Regions from separate parts of the Sus scrofa genome. Here region 2 is linked to region 1. Evidence: chromatin contacts called from public HiChIP or PLAC-seq data. All regions are on one chromosome and are shown on one strand. The core of a region is the stretch at or near the end of the contact, and the rest is flanking DNA. Distances in the headings are between cores, read along the strand shown. Region 1 holds the start of PRRX1 (paired mesoderm homeobox protein 1). Region 2 holds the start of GORAB (RAB6-interacting golgin).

Region 1 (7,608 bases), core at 2,582-5,081:
AATACATACTGGAATGTTAACCATGAGCAGGAAAGCATTTCCACCCCCTCCAGAATGTTATTTGCATGAGGGTGGTGTTGTGTCGTTTATGTGTCATGGAACCTGTGACCTGTCACATGAAATTATCATGTCAGCTTATTAACATGTCAGAGTGCAACTCCTGGCTTCTACCTCAGAGGAGAAACTGCTTGGGGTGGTGGTGGTGGGGCATTCTGCCAGCCAGATGAAGAGTTCTGCCAGCTTCCAGTGCCAGGGAAACCCTGGGCAATAATCAATATCAAACCTAACTGTGAATAAGACCACCCAAGGGCACATGGCTGGGAACCAAACCTCCCTCCTACCTTGGTCTGATCTCTTGGCGAGTTTCCTTACTAGTAAGGAAAGAAATCTAGAGATAGGAGTTATTTGAAAGAGGGTAGAGCATAAGGAAGGGTTGGAAAGCCACTCTCAGACACTTGAAGGACCATGCAGAAGAGGGTCATTGTTAATTATATCACCCAGGGCTTCATATTTTTAATAACAACTGATCGATGGATGGAAGTCAAAGCAAAAGCCAAGGAAAGATCTACACATGTTCAGAGATTTTGAGTTAGAAATGCTCTCCTTCCAATTTTTCCCAAAAGAAGTCACATGGGAAAAACCAAGTAGTTAGTGATTAGGGCACTAAACAGGCCATAGAGTTCTCTGTCCTCTGAGGCCTCCTGAGGTCCCAGGCTAGGCCCCCCACCTGCTTGGGAAATGAGCAACTGCTCCCTGTCACAGCTTCTCCTCTCCTGACATCTTTCTGCCAGATGGTCCTTCTTGAATTCTAGAGGTGCTTGACCCTCTTGGTTCCTGCAACCTGAGCCAAAAGAACTTTGATCCACCAATTTTCCCCTCCCTCTATACTCTTTTCGGGAGAGGACCTAGCACCTGGATGCAAGGAGAGGCCAGGAGCAATGACCCTTGGTGTTCTGACAAGGAGTTCACTGGCCCCCTTCTGTATACCTGAGGTAGAGCTTTGGTGCCAGTTCTGAACCTACCATGTCAGTCAGTCTTCTCCTACCTGGCCACCTGGCAGGAGGAACCAAGGTCTTTCATCATTTACCTGGTGAATGTGCGTTCTGCTTGGTCATGAATCTCCCTGTAGGGTTATCCTGATGGTTTTTAATTACAATCCAGAATCACAACAAATTACAAATGTTCTGTGTAAATACAATAAGGGTGTGCATCCAGTTCACTCCTAATTGTTAGTAGAAAAAGAAAAAAAAAGAAAAAAAACCCACAAGACTTAAACCAAAAAAATAAAAATAAAAATAAATCAATTCTGCAGGTTTATGCCTTGAAGATTTGATTTCTTGGGGACCCTCCCAGAGCATCCTCCCAGACTGCCCTGCAGCCCTGGCTCCCTGTGATGAGAATTCTGGGGCTTGGTGCCTGCAGTTGAGGCCTATGGGATGCTCTGGGAAGGAGCCACCTTCTGAGTGGTGAAGAGTCCTGTGACACTTTTTGCACAGGGTTCCAAAAAGAGTGTGGTGACTGCAAGAGGGGCCCTGCTGCCTGCCTTCAGAGCCTGTCCCAATCTGGCCTCTCCCTTGCTTTGGACACCCCAGGAGTCTGCCTAGATCCAGCTTCTCCTGGGCTTGGAGGGCACTCTGTCTGCCCTCCTGCCCCCACACAGCCCTCAAATGCTACCCTGATTTCTGGAGTGGAGAGGAACTTCTGAACCTCAGGACTCTAGCACAGTGGCAGTGAGTGCTGTGGAAGCTGGACCATCCCCACACAGTTGGCTGGTATTTGAGTTCTCATTCTGGAAGCTATTTTGGGAAAATATTATGCATAAAAGTATATATACACACAAAAGTATACACACACATACATATATATGTATGCATTTGGTTAACAAATGTTAAGCAAATGTATGATTCAATACTTGAAACCGTTAGCATCTTAGTTGGTATTGGTAGGGCTGGTTGATATTATTGGGCATATGACAAGGGGCTGATGTTAAGGGAGAGCCTGATCCCTCTGGAAAACACTGCAGAACACAAATGGAGACATTTGATCAGGTTTCCAACTGCCTGTATTTTCCCTGTGGCCACCTCTCCAACAGGCCAATGGCACACTCCGGACAAGGCAACTTCCTCCAAAAGGCGACTTCTCCTCAAATGACGGAGATTAATGAGTCTTCAGGGGAAGAGGCAAGTCCCTGGGGGAGTCAGAAGCCCTTGGTCCCTTATCCAAACCATTGTTACTAAGAGCAGTTTCGTCAGTGGCAAGGACAAAAAGAAACCTAAGGTACAACTGTGTAAATGAGGGTGGAGAAGGAGTGAGAGGCTAAGGCCTGCTCCATTTCTGGGAAGATTCGAGGAGGCTGATTCCCCTGCGGAATTCCACTAACCTAGCAGTGCCTCGAGGAACCTGGAGAGAAGCCTCCTCAGCCCTTGCACCCAAGCTCATGCTGCAGGACGCTGGTGAAAGCCTCTGTGCAATTAAGCCCAGTCTTTCACAGCCGGTGGTGGCACTGACACGTGTAGGCTTAGGCTCTCAGAAGAAACGGTGTTGGAAATGTCCTCGCAAGGCACCCTCCTCCAAAGCTGCCACTCGGGTGCGAGCCCACTCTGGCGCGCGTCTGTCTCCCACCAGCATCCCGCTAGCCCGGCCGCGCAGCTCCCCACGGCCTAGACGGGACAGATGTTTACTGCTTAGAGCCACGACCGCTGGGTAGAAGGAGCGATGGGCTTGGCGCACCTCGCGGGGCTGGCTGGGGGTGGGGGCCTCTGGGCTCCCGGTCAGGGGGTGCGAGCGGGCCGCGGGGAGGGTGAAGGGATTGAAAGAGGAGGGGGGAGTGGGTGGACTAATGATGAAAAAGTCTCCTCCGTCCTGGCTCCTTAATTAAATGCATGGAAAGAACCGAGGCTAGCACATCTGGTTTCAATCTGCAGCCCTTTGATGGCATCAAATGTTCTTTTCCTAGATCAGGGCTGGAAGTTCTGGGCTAACTATGGCCGTTTGGAGCCCAGAAACCATTTACACACACTCTTTCTCTCAGTCGAGCCGAGCCCCTAGACTATAGGAAGAAAGAAAAAAAAAAAGTAATCAAGGGAGTGAGGGACTGTGTGTGTGTGTTTAAAGAACATAAAACGCCACAAATAAGCACTGAATATTTTACTTACTCGTCATATAGTAACTCATTTCTAATGAGACTATTAAAGCTGTTACCAAATTCCACCCGGTCATGAAAAAATCGCTCAGCACCTCTCTGTCCTCTATCAAGTTAGGGCTCAGCAGACAGACGACAAAGCACTATCTCTAGAGTTAGATGGGGATTCGTCCGCCCCTCTTCCCCGTCCCCACCCCCGTGGCACCCGAATCGGACCCTGAGCCGCCACGGGAACGTCTGCCCGCAGCTGGCTCTAGGAGTGCCCCTGCTTCCTCCGCATCTGGGCAGCGCGACCTTCTCGGCTTAGCGTCGTCGTAGCCTGGGGAAGCGACCTTGGCCGTACTGAAGAGGTTACGAAATTGGCCAGGGTGGGGGGGAAGGGGAGCAATTATGACAAACTCCTAGAGTCCTTTCTCCCAGCTAAATAAATATGTAAATTTCCTACTGCCCTGTACCGTTGATTCCTAGCAGCGCAGAGAGACTCGAATCAATGCAGCGACTTCTAGATCTCTTTAGTCCGTGGAAGAAGCGTGGGAGAGCCTTCCATTATGATCAACCCTGTCGTTTTACTACATTATTTAATAGGCTGTCTCTACAGAACCAAATGTAGCTTTAATATCTCTCTCCCTCGTTCGCAGACCCACCCAGCCCACCACCACTCAAAATTGTTAGAACAGCAGGAAACATTAAAAAGAAAAAAACTCAGAGGGAGAGGAAAATTTGATTGAGATAGTTGTGGATTTTTTCCAACAAGTTTCCCCGCAGCTGTTATCAAAACATGCAAATGAAATTTTCCAACAGGATCTTAAACAAATCTGGAGGAGTTAATGCCTAAGCAAAATAATCAGCCTGTTTGAAGTGACTGTGGGTTTCAGTTTGTCCTTTCTCCCGTGATACTATTGCAGGGGAATGATAATTAGACCTTTACTTTAAAAATCCAAAGGGGCTCTTGCTTTCTCTTCCCTCCCTTTTCTTCCCCTCCTCCCTCTCTCTCTCTCTCCCTCTCTCTTTCTCTCTTGCTCAGAAGTTGGCAAAGGGGGTTTTCTTAATCAGACTGTTTTCTGGTCTGAGGGAAAGGAGGAAGAAGGAGATTGTGATGGAGAAAGGGGGTCTGTAAAACGTCAGGCACCGCACAAAGGCTTTGCCACGTAATTACAGGCTCCTATTAAGTCGAGATCTGCCCTCCCAGGGGTCTCCAATTTTCTTGTATTCCCTACAAAGCCTCCTCTGCATGCCAGTTTGTGCCTTTTGAAGTGCCAGAGAGCTTCTTGATCCAACTGAGAAGGAAAAAGGAGCTCAGCAAGAAGAGGGGGAGAGAGAGAAGGGAACAGGGAAACCCACCACCACCACCCTCCTTCGGACTCTTGGAGCCTTTTTTTCCCCCCTCCTTAGGAAAAGTAAAGTGAGAATCCTGCTCTCCAATACATCTGCAAGACATCACCCTCTCCTCCTGAAACTTTAGTCACTCCTGAGAATCCACAGGAGTGCAGAGAGGGGGAACACATTTTCTTGAAGATGTTTTAAAGCTGGAACAAGCCTTCTTCTGTTGGTGCTTGAACTCTTGCCTGGGAATAACTTTTTTAACCTAAAACACACACACACACACACACACACACACACACACTTTGATTCTTCTCTCCCACCCCTTCTTCTCTCTTCTTCTGTTTGCCTAACTCCCCCGCCCTGCTGGCCTCCCCTTTCCTCTCTTCCCCTTATTATTATTTTTAGCGTGTGCGTGTGAACGCTTTTGGAGAGCTGAAGGGGATTTTTTTTCTTCTTCTTCTCCTGACTTGAACATAGGGTGACTTTTAATTTTATTTTTTGGTGTGGATTATCTCTTTGGACCGCGCCGGACTTGGCCTCGGGAAAGCAACCGAAGCTGTCGGAGGCTGCCGGTGCACAACGCTCTGCTCTACAGAAGGGGGTCCCCCGCCCTCTTTCCACTTTTTTTGTTCTTCCCCTCCTTTCTCTCTCTCCCTCTCTCTCTCTCCATTCCCTCCCCCACTTCCCCACTCGGCTCCTCTCCCCCCTCGCGCCCACAGCGTTTGGTGTTGATTCGAGCGGGAAGAGGGGGGTGGGTGGGATCGGAGGGGGAGACCATGACCTCCAGCTACGGGCACGTTCTGGAGCGGCAACCGGCGCTGGGCGGCCGCTTGGACAGCCCGGGCAACCTCGACACCCTGCAGGCGAAAAAGAACTTCTCGGTCAGTCACCTGCTAGACCTGGAGGAAGCCGGGGACATGGTGGCGGCGCAGGCGGACGAGAGCGTGGGCGAAGCGGGCCGGAGCCTCCTGGAGTCGCCGGGACTCACCAGCGGCAGCGACACCCCGCAACAGGACAGTGAGTGAGGGGCGTGCGTGTCCCGACCGAGGGCGGGGGTCCGGGCTGAGCGGCTGGAGCCCGCCTTGGGCCAGGGGGAGAAAGTCAGAAACAAGGAGAGATTGGTGGCAGTAGCCAGAGGAAGGGCGGTCACAGACGGAGGAAAAAAGATGAGAAAAGGAGGGCTCCGCGGAGGAGGTAGCCAGGGAGAACGCCGGAGGAAAGCTCCGAGGCTCTGCATTTGAGGTCAGGGACTCTGCCCGCCGCAGACTCGCGCCGAAGCGGACTACGCTGCCCCTCAGTCCCAGAGGAGCGAGGCTGCCAAATCTTCCAGCTTGTGGGACGATGGGGCTGGGCTGGAAAAGGGTCCCAGAGCAGTGCAAACTCAGGGAGCCAGTCCTGTTTAGGAAGGCAGCGGCTTAAAGATGCTCAGTCCGGTCTGGAGGGCTTCTTCCGGATGGCATAAGCGGGTTCGAGGGCAGACGGACAGAGTGGCGAAGGGCACCGCCTAAAGGGAGCTGCAACCGTGAGGCTCGTGTTGCGCACAGCGCGCGGGCCGGAAAACTGGGAGTGCGGGAGGGGCGGCGCTGGACCCGCCGGAGCTGCTGTCTGTCCCGGCGGCTGTTGCTGCCACCTACATAAGGGCTTGAGACCCCCGGTGGAATAAACGGCCTGAATGACTCGGGAAGACTCTGGAGAGGCAAAGCCCTTTGGGGTGAAACCCGAGCTCCTGCCAGGCATGATTCCTCACAGCAGAGATGCGCCAGGGAAGTGTGGGGCTCCAATGCCTAGAAAGGTGTCACATTGGAGGACCTCTCTCTATTGTTCCCAAGATTTCTAGAAAAGTCCTTCCACAGTCTCCTTTCCGCACCCTCTCTGATTGATATCGCGGTCCCTCAAGCAAATCTCCTTTTTGCGTTATTAGCCTTGCCTTAAAAATGCGACTCCAGGTGTATCCATAAGTCCCAGCGTCTGTAACAGACCTGTCACCTGGCTCATCCCAGGTGACCTGGGGTTGGATATTTCCTCCTCAATGTTGCAAGAGTCAGAACTTGGCTGAAAGTTTTAAAATAAGGCTGATTGCTTTCCATGCCATTAGTTGCTGACTGATTTGTCTTAAAACTTGGAACTTGTGGAACCAGGGGGCCTGCTGGCATTCTATGATTTTCAAAAAACAGTGCCAAAGTCAGATTCTCAGAAAACAGAGAACAAAGCAAACTGGACGTAGAAACAGCTGGAAGCAAGGCCTGTGCAAAGTGCTGGGAGGGCTGCAGCATTAAAACAGGCAGCAGGGAGAGCCCATGTCTCCAGAAGGCCGCCTGCCTTCACCTTGCATCCTTGGTCCAGGCCTGGACTCCCCTCAGTGTTTTTTAGCCAAACACAAACTGGGCCAGTCCACCCTACTACCACAAAGGCAGAGGGTAATAGGGAGTCTGATCTAGGCTGTCACTAGCAAAAAACTGGTCAACTCTGGGAAATGAAGACCTGGTGTCCTTAAGTCCAGGGTAATAGCTAGGCACAGAAGCAGAGACTGCCTTGTTGAGTTATTGGGGTTTGTTGGGGAGATGCTCACTCACTGTAGGCAGCGATGTAAATTAATTGTTGATGTATACACTTGAGCTCAAGAAAATGCTCTGCAAAATAATTTTAAAACACTTTGCTAAGGAATAATTTAAACATACAAAGAGTAGGGAGAATAGTATTCTGAATGTCCCTGTGCCCATGACTCGGATTCACTAATTCTGCAGATTCTGCCAATTTGTTTGTTTGTTTTACCATCACTAATTATTAGTTGCAATATTTATCACTGTTTGGAGCACTGAAGGATGGCGCCGTAATGGAAAACACAGTTGTAAAGAAACCACTGCATAGAAAATTAGGGTGAGGTGAGAGAGACCAGCAGGGATTGCTTTGCCCCAAGAGCAGGCAGAGGGCTATGAAAAGCAGGCCCAGGGTTAGTGGCCCCAACAAGGCTTCAGCCCTGGGCACCAGGTATTACAGGGCTAGCAGGATGCTTATGGTTCCTGTTATTTGACTTCAAGTGGCCACAGCAAGAGGGGAGCTCAGGTTCATGGTGGCCTCCTAGTGGGTACAGAGGGAGACTGGGCCAAAGAGGCCAGCTGGGAAGTGTCCCCAAGCTGAAGTGA
Region 2 (7,608 bases), core at 3,388-5,887, 88 kb before region 1:
AATATTTTCATTACTGTATTTCATTTCTTTAAAAAGTTAAGGACAGACACTAAACTATAAAAACATCTGAATAAAACATCCATACATGAAAACTACAATGTCTGTGATAAAAAAAAAAACACACTCAATGGGATAAATAGAAGGTTAGACACTGGAGAAGAAAATACTAGTGAACTTTAAGACACAGCAACATAAACTATACAAAATGAGACAAAAGGAAGGAAAAAACATGTTAAAAATGAAAAAGAGCATCAGTAAGTGTCTAACAAATGTGTAATGGAAATCCCAAAAGAAGAGAGAGGGAAGACATAAAATATATTTGAAGACATAATGGCCAGAAAATGTTCAAATATTATGAAAACTATAAACCCACACATCCAAGAATTTCAAATAGCCTCCATGCACAGGAAATACCAAGAAATCTACACCATGGAACGTTATATTCAAATTGCTCAAAAACAGTAATAAACTAAAAATCTCCAAAGCTAACAGAGAAAAAAAGATACATTATATATCAGGAAACAAAGATGAAGATGATAGCTTTCTCATCAGAAACAATGCAAACTAGAAGCCATGGAGCAGCATCTGGACAGTACTGAAAGAAAAAGTCTAGCTAGAATTTTATGGCATAAAGTATTAAAATATAAAAATATAAAATTCTTAGTGAAATATCTTTCAATGACAAAATATTTAAATGAGTCACTGGTATGAAATGTACAGTGTGAAGATTATAATCAACTACTATGTAATTTCTTTGGTATGGTGACATATAACTAGACTTATTGTGATCATTTTGAAATGAAAGAAATATCAAATCACTATGTTGTGTAATAAGAATAAACACAGTGTTACAGGTCAATTATACTTTAAAAACAAATAAACAAACTCACAGAAAAAGACAGGATTTGTGCTTACCAGAGGCAGGAGGTCGGGGGGAAGGAGAACTGGATGAAGACAATCAAAAGGTACAAATTTCCAGTTATAATATACATAAGTACTAGGGATGTAATGCAAATGATAAATATTATTAACACTGCTGCATGTTATATATGAAAATTGTTGAGAGTAAAGCCTGAGAGTTCTCATCACAAGCAAAAAATTTTTTCTATTTCTTAAATTTTGTATCTATATGAGATGATGGATGTTCACTAAACTTATTAAGATAAACATTTCATGATATATGAAATCAAATCATTAGGCTCTACACCTTAAACTTATATAGTGCTATATGTCAATTATATAGTACTTTATCCTTTTTTATTACTGAATAGTATTCCATCACATGGATATAACAATTTGGTTATCCAGTCATCAAGCAATAGACATTGGGATTGTTGCCAGTATTTTGCCTAATATGAATAAAACTTTTTTGCACATTCAAGCACAAAAAAAAGACAAGAAAATCTTTTATATATATATGAAAGCTGAATTCATCAACAGCAGACCTGTACGATAAGGAATGTTAAAAGAAGCCTCTTAGGAAGAAGGAAAATTATACCTGATGGAAAAATGGATCTGCATACAGAATGAAGAACACAGAAATTTGTATCTATATGGGCATATATATAAGACTTTCATACTTAGATCTTTTTTTTTTTTTTCTTTATGGCTGCACCCACAGCATATGGAAGCTCTCTGGCTAGGGGTCAAATCGAAAACTATAGCTGCTGGCTACGCCACAGCCACAGCAACTCAGGTACAACTCAGGTTCCAAGCTGTACCTGAGACCTACACCACAGTTCACAGCAATGCCAGATCCTTAACCCACTGAGCAAGGCCAGGGATCAAACTCATGTCCTCATGGATACTAGTCGGGTCTGTTACTGCTGAGCCATGAAGGAACTCCACTTAAATCTTTTAAAAAGCAACTGTTTAAATGAAAATAACAATGCATTGTGAGGTTTATAGCACATATAAGTTAAATGCATGAAAACAATAACATAAAAGCCAGCACTGAAATAGAATATATATTTGTAGTTTCTTATACTATATGCAAAGTGGTATATTACCTGAAGGTCAACTGTGATAAGTTAATGATGTATATTATGATGTTAAAGCAACCACTGAAATAACAAAACAGAATTATACCTAATAAGTTACCAAAGGAAAAATAATCATTTTTTTAATTTAATACAAAAAAAAGATAGATCTCAAATTGACAACTTAACCCAACACCTAAATGAATTAGAAAAAGAAGAAAAAACAAAACCTAAAGTCAGCAGAAGGAAGGAAATCATAAAGATAAAGGAGGAAATCAATAAAATAGAGACTAAAAAAAATGGAAGAAATCATTAGGAAGATGTGGTGTATATACACAATAGAATACTACTCAGCCTTAAAGAACGAAATAATGCCATTTGCAGCAATATGGATGGAACTACAGACTCTCATTCTGAGTGAAGTAAGTCAGAAAGAGAACGACAAATACCATATGTTATCACTTATATCTGGAATCTAATCAAAGGCACAAATGAACCTTTCCACAGAAAAGAAAATCATGCACTTGCAGAACAGACTTGTTGTTGCCAAGGAGAAGGGTGAGGGAGAGGGGTGGTTGGGGAGCTTGGGGTTAACAGATACAAACTATTGCCTTTGGAATGGATTAGCAATGAGATCCTGCTGTGTAGCACTGGGAACTCTGTCTAGTCACTTATGATGGAACATGATAATGTGCAAAAATAGAATGTGTGCAGGTATGTGTAACTGGGTCACCATGCTGTACAGTAGAAAAAAAAATTGTATTGGGGAAATAACTATTGAAAAATAAAATATCAGTAATTACTTAAAAAAAAAAAAGATGGGGAAAGGGAACAAACAACAGATGAAACAAAGTGAAATCAAAGACTAGAATGTTTTAGTTTAAGGTTTAAGGCTTAGCTTAGAGGTTTAAGACCTAAACATAACAATCATATTAAATGTAAATGATATAAACACACAAATTAAAAAGCAGAGATTGTTATATTGGATAGAAAAGCAAGAACAAAGTTGCCTAAAAGAAAGGTACAAGTAGATTAAAAGAAAAAAAAAAGATATACCATGCTAACAATGCTAACAGTATTCAAAAGAAAATTAGGATGACATATTAACATCAGACTAAGTAGATTTAAGACAAATATTATCAGGCAAAGGAGGACAAATTTTATAATAATCTCCTTTTTAAAATATTTTAAGGTGTTTTAAAATACCTTAATTTTTATATCTATTAAGATTATTGATAATTCTTAAAATCCATCTAGATTGAGCTAAAAAAAGTGTGTATATAAAATTTAACATACGTCATACAAGTGGTTCATTTTTATTAGATGGAACTAGATGGCTGATGCCTGAAAATGGAGAACTGAATTAACTATCAGACTAGTACTGATCCCCATCTATTATTTCGGAGCTAGATAATCTTAATTTTTTTTTTTTAGTTTAAGTTCAAAAACTGGATGAAGCTGTCTCCTTCCAATCCTTTTGGATGACATTTTAACTTTTAAATGCTAGGGAAAATGAGTCCACATTTAAAATGAAGTGTTTGTGGACACCTATATTTCAAAAATCCTTTTAGAGTATAAAAGCTTAAAAGTTACAAAGAGAATTCCAAACATCCCATCTTCTAATCACCTATTTAAGTCTCAAATACTCATTACAAATCGTTTCTTAGTAAGTATTTTATTTTTAGCCTACTCCTTTATTCTGTTTTAAAATATTGGCACACTAAAGCCAAATGCCACCCATGGGATTTTTAAATGTAAGCCAAAATAACTGTGTTTTAAAATGCAAAACAGTGAGAAGAGAAATCTGAAAAATTAAATAAGTGGTTTCTTTTAAATCATCCTGACTATATGTACTTTAACAACGCTCGCATTTTTAAATCTCTGAAATATTGCTTAAAATGAGAAATTGATAGGTCTTACTAGTACATTGCAATCGGGATTCCAAGCGGGAGAAGCCTAAGAAATGTTTTCCCATCCCCCAGTAGCGACATTTTACATTGTCTTCTCTGAACGGAAAAACAGACAAAAGACCACTTTTAACGAAAGAAATTTTGACATCCCTTAGGAGAGAGATTACAGATTATCGATAATGATTCACAAAACATCAAAGAACCAACACCCAATTAACAGAAACCGGGAGACGCTACAGCCTGCGGGACAACTAGCTATGCTGTCAAACGTGTCTGTTCCTTTTCCACTATTAAGCCCCATCCTCTGAAATCATTCTCTCTAATTAGATAATAAATCTGAGTGTGCTTGAGTCGACCTGCAGATGCTTTCAGTGCAGTCTTGTGAGAAACCTCTGCAGGCCCGAAGTACAAACATCCAAGACCACCAGGTAGAAGGCTCCGCCCCAGTAAATTTACGGAGAGCCCCGCTTGACAGTTAAGTCCTCCGACTCGTAGCCTCTTCTTCACTGCCTGTTTATTTCCACCCTTATTCCTACCGCTATTTCCCTCTATATCTTGAAGAGATAATTTACAACGAACATAGGAGATAGGGGGAAAGAGCAGAGCCAGGTCAGTGGAAAAGTATGTCAGTGAGGCCAAGATTTCCTTAGGTAGTTTATCTGGCATTGCCGGAGACAGCCGGGAAGGGAGCCGGGCCTTGAGGCAGGGAAGGGGGGCTTTGTGCCCAGAGCTCAATGCGCTGATTGGTTGGTCAGCTGCAGGCCGGGGAAGAACCCGGATGTGCCTGGGCCGTCGTGTTGGCAGTCGGGGCTCTGAAGTCTAGGTGCTCAAGGTGTGCCGGCGGACCAGGCGGATGGCGCAGGGTTGGGCCGGCTTCTCTGAGGAGGAGCTGAGGCGATTAAAGCAGACTAAAGGTAACGGGACGGGTCTGTAGAAGTTTAGGTCTTGGGTCTGTTAAGGGGAAGGGGCGGGGCTGCGGTTTTTGAGGGGGAAGGTGGCGGGGGACAGGGTTCTGGGTGTTAGGGAAAGACAGAATTGAGGGGGACTTAGAGGTGGAAGTACTTGAAGTCACAGCTGGAGAAGCAGGGCACTGGGATCAGTTTTTTAAAAAGAGAGTTCAGGAATCTGTTTCAGAGATTTAACTTTTTCCTGTGAAAAGAATGGGACTTGGGAGAGGAAATGCAATAGGAAGATTGCTGCATAGATCAATGGTTGGAGGTTTGGGGTCAGGATAAAGGAAGGACGGGTACCTAGCATATTAGAATTTTGATAAATTTATAGAAGCAGGCAACGATTGGGAAAAAGGGAACACAGTGGTCTGAATAAATGCAAAAAGTAAGTGCTTTTCGTAGTACATTTGGAATCTTGCATTCACTTCTGCTTGCCAGATGATTTTTTCCAACTCTTAAGAGTCACCAAACCAAAAGGGCCTTTGAGATGTTAGATGTGCCATATATATATAAATATAAATATATAAAATGACTTGGGCATAAGCTAAAATTTTGTGCTTCCTTTTTCAGCTTTATAGCTTAATATCTGAATGGACTTGTACTATTTTATCTTTTAATGAAGAAATTTGATGATACTTAATGAGATACTCTTGATAATATAAACTGTATTTTGTGATTGAAATTTCATAAAGTTCTGTATGGTGATCCTGGTAGTGGACAACCACTTAGTGCACCTCCCATCTGTGATCTTACACCACTCTTTGTATCATACCTTATATACTCTGGGAGAAAATTAAGTAAGCCCCGCCTTTTCTTAGAGTTTGTTGGAATGTTGGATGTTGCTCAGGTAAGCTTGTACATTTTTAGCATGGTTGTGAAAATAATCTAGGGCTGACCAGTGGAAAAGGAAGTACATTTATAATGTAAGGCCAATGTAGATCATATAGATTGAGGACATTTTGACTGGTCCAGAGGCCTTTAAAAACTATATCATAAAAGTTAAACCACTGTGTGTAATTGACTGTCATTCCCATTTTCAGATGTACAGAGTACTAATACCCTTGTTTCTGGTCTGACCCAGAGTTACAGATATCAGCTCCTGTATTAGCAATGCTGATATGAACAAGGCATCATCTCTGCTTTCAAAGAGCTTATAGTCTAGTGAAGAGACAAATTATGATATAATGTGATAATGGGTATTGTGCAAGGGCTTGCTACAGAGTTATCAGGAACTTTACTGTGCTGGTGTTTGGGTGGAGTTTGGCAAAATTTCACAGAGATTATGTGTTAGCAGAGGTGAGTTTGCCAGGAGTAAGAAAACTTAATGAAAAAGTCTAAATTAAACATTGGATTCATTATGTGGAAGTATATTCTTAAGTATCTCTGCAATTTGGGATGAAGACAGACTGGAAGGACCTTAACGTCAAGACTTATCATTTCAGTGAGATGATAGAGTATAGACACCAACTCACTAGTCTTTGACCACCTTAAGAACACAGAAGACATCCCAGCATCTTTGTATGCTTAAAGCCAGTCACGGTGATTGGTGTATAGTAGATCTTCCAGCTCTGCCTTTAAATCTTTGTGTCTTAGATTTCTCATTTGTAAAACTAACAGAGCTGAATCTTCAAGTTTTTAAGGCTCTTTTCAGCTATTTTCCAGCCTTAAAAATACAGTTAAATAATCTATGAAGATATGGTTGGTTGCCAGCAAAAACAAGGATGACATTACTCTAGAGAAACCCATATGGCATTTGGGAATGTCAAAAATATTCTTAATACTTTTGTTTATATTGTTTATGATATTAAAAGCTGGAAACCATCCAAATGTTCATTGGCAAGTGAGTGAATAAGTAAATTGTGGTATAATCCAGTGAACAGCTAATACAGCTAATGAGAATATATGTACCATAGCCACACGTAGTAACTTAATCTATGACATATTTCATAATGGAAAAATTGGAAATAAACAGTGCTGTCAGTTTCTAGTTAAATAATATATTCATGAATTTATTATCTTGTGTGTGTGTGTCTTTTGTCTTTTTAGGGCTGCACCTGCAGCATATGGAGGTTCCCAGGCTAGGGGTCTAATTGGAGCTGTAGCTGCTGGCCTATACCACAGCCACAGCAATGCCAGATCCAACTGCATCTGTGACATACACCACAGCTCACGGCAATGCCAGATCCTTCACCCCTGAGCAAGACCAGGGATCAAACCCGTAACCTCGTGGTTCCTAGTCGGATTTGTCTCCGCTGCGGCCACAACGGGAGTTCCAATGACTTTATTCTTGATACTAGTTCTTTGCCAGTTATATTATCAATCTTCTCACAGTGCGTAACTTATCTTTTATCTCTCGATGAAGAAAGTATTTAATTTTAATGTGGGAAAATTTATCAGTCCTTTTATAGTCAACATTTTCTGTGTCTTAAGGAATTAGTACTGTACTGTAAGCTCTAAAAGATACTAATCCCTATTTTCAATTGAATGTTTTTAAAATTGTTTTTATTATAAGCTATAACAGATTCAAAACATTGCATAAAGAATTGTGTTTCTGATGAGTTTTAGTGTTGATTTGACATTTAAGTCTTTAATCCATGTGGAGAATGTTTTGTTTGTTTTCATGTGGTAGGACAGTTAGAGCTGATTTCATCTTTTCTATGTAGATAACTATTTTCCTCTAGGTCCGTTGAACTATTCTACCTTTTGCTGTTGATTTGCTCTGCCTCTTCCATTGTATATATCAGTGCTTCAAATATGAATGGGCTTGTT

Evidence for each region. HiChIP or PLAC-seq counts read pairs in DNA pulled down with a chosen protein or histone mark.
Region 2: a contact with region 1 is called in an H3K27ac HiChIP or PLAC-seq map of skeletal muscle. The contact joins the promoter of GORAB here to the promoter of PRRX1 in region 1. A contact is called at or near these places in 3 of 47 Hi-C or Micro-C datasets (embryonic fibroblasts and heart right ventricle) and 1 of 2 datasets of contacts at active chromatin or transcription factors (skeletal muscle).

What each region holds. Positions count from the first base shown.
Region 1 is chr4:80,498,912-80,506,519 of Sscrofa11.1, reverse strand. It overlaps PRRX1 (paired mesoderm homeobox protein 1), which reads left to right and starts at 3,831. Exons shown (of 4, transcript XM_021090642.1): 1 at 3,831-5,482. The coding sequence starts at 5,242.
Region 2 is chr4:80,587,738-80,595,345 of Sscrofa11.1, reverse strand. It overlaps GORAB (RAB6-interacting golgin), which reads left to right and starts at 4,637. Exons shown (of 5, transcript XM_021089423.1): 1 at 4,637-4,803. The coding sequence starts at 4,743.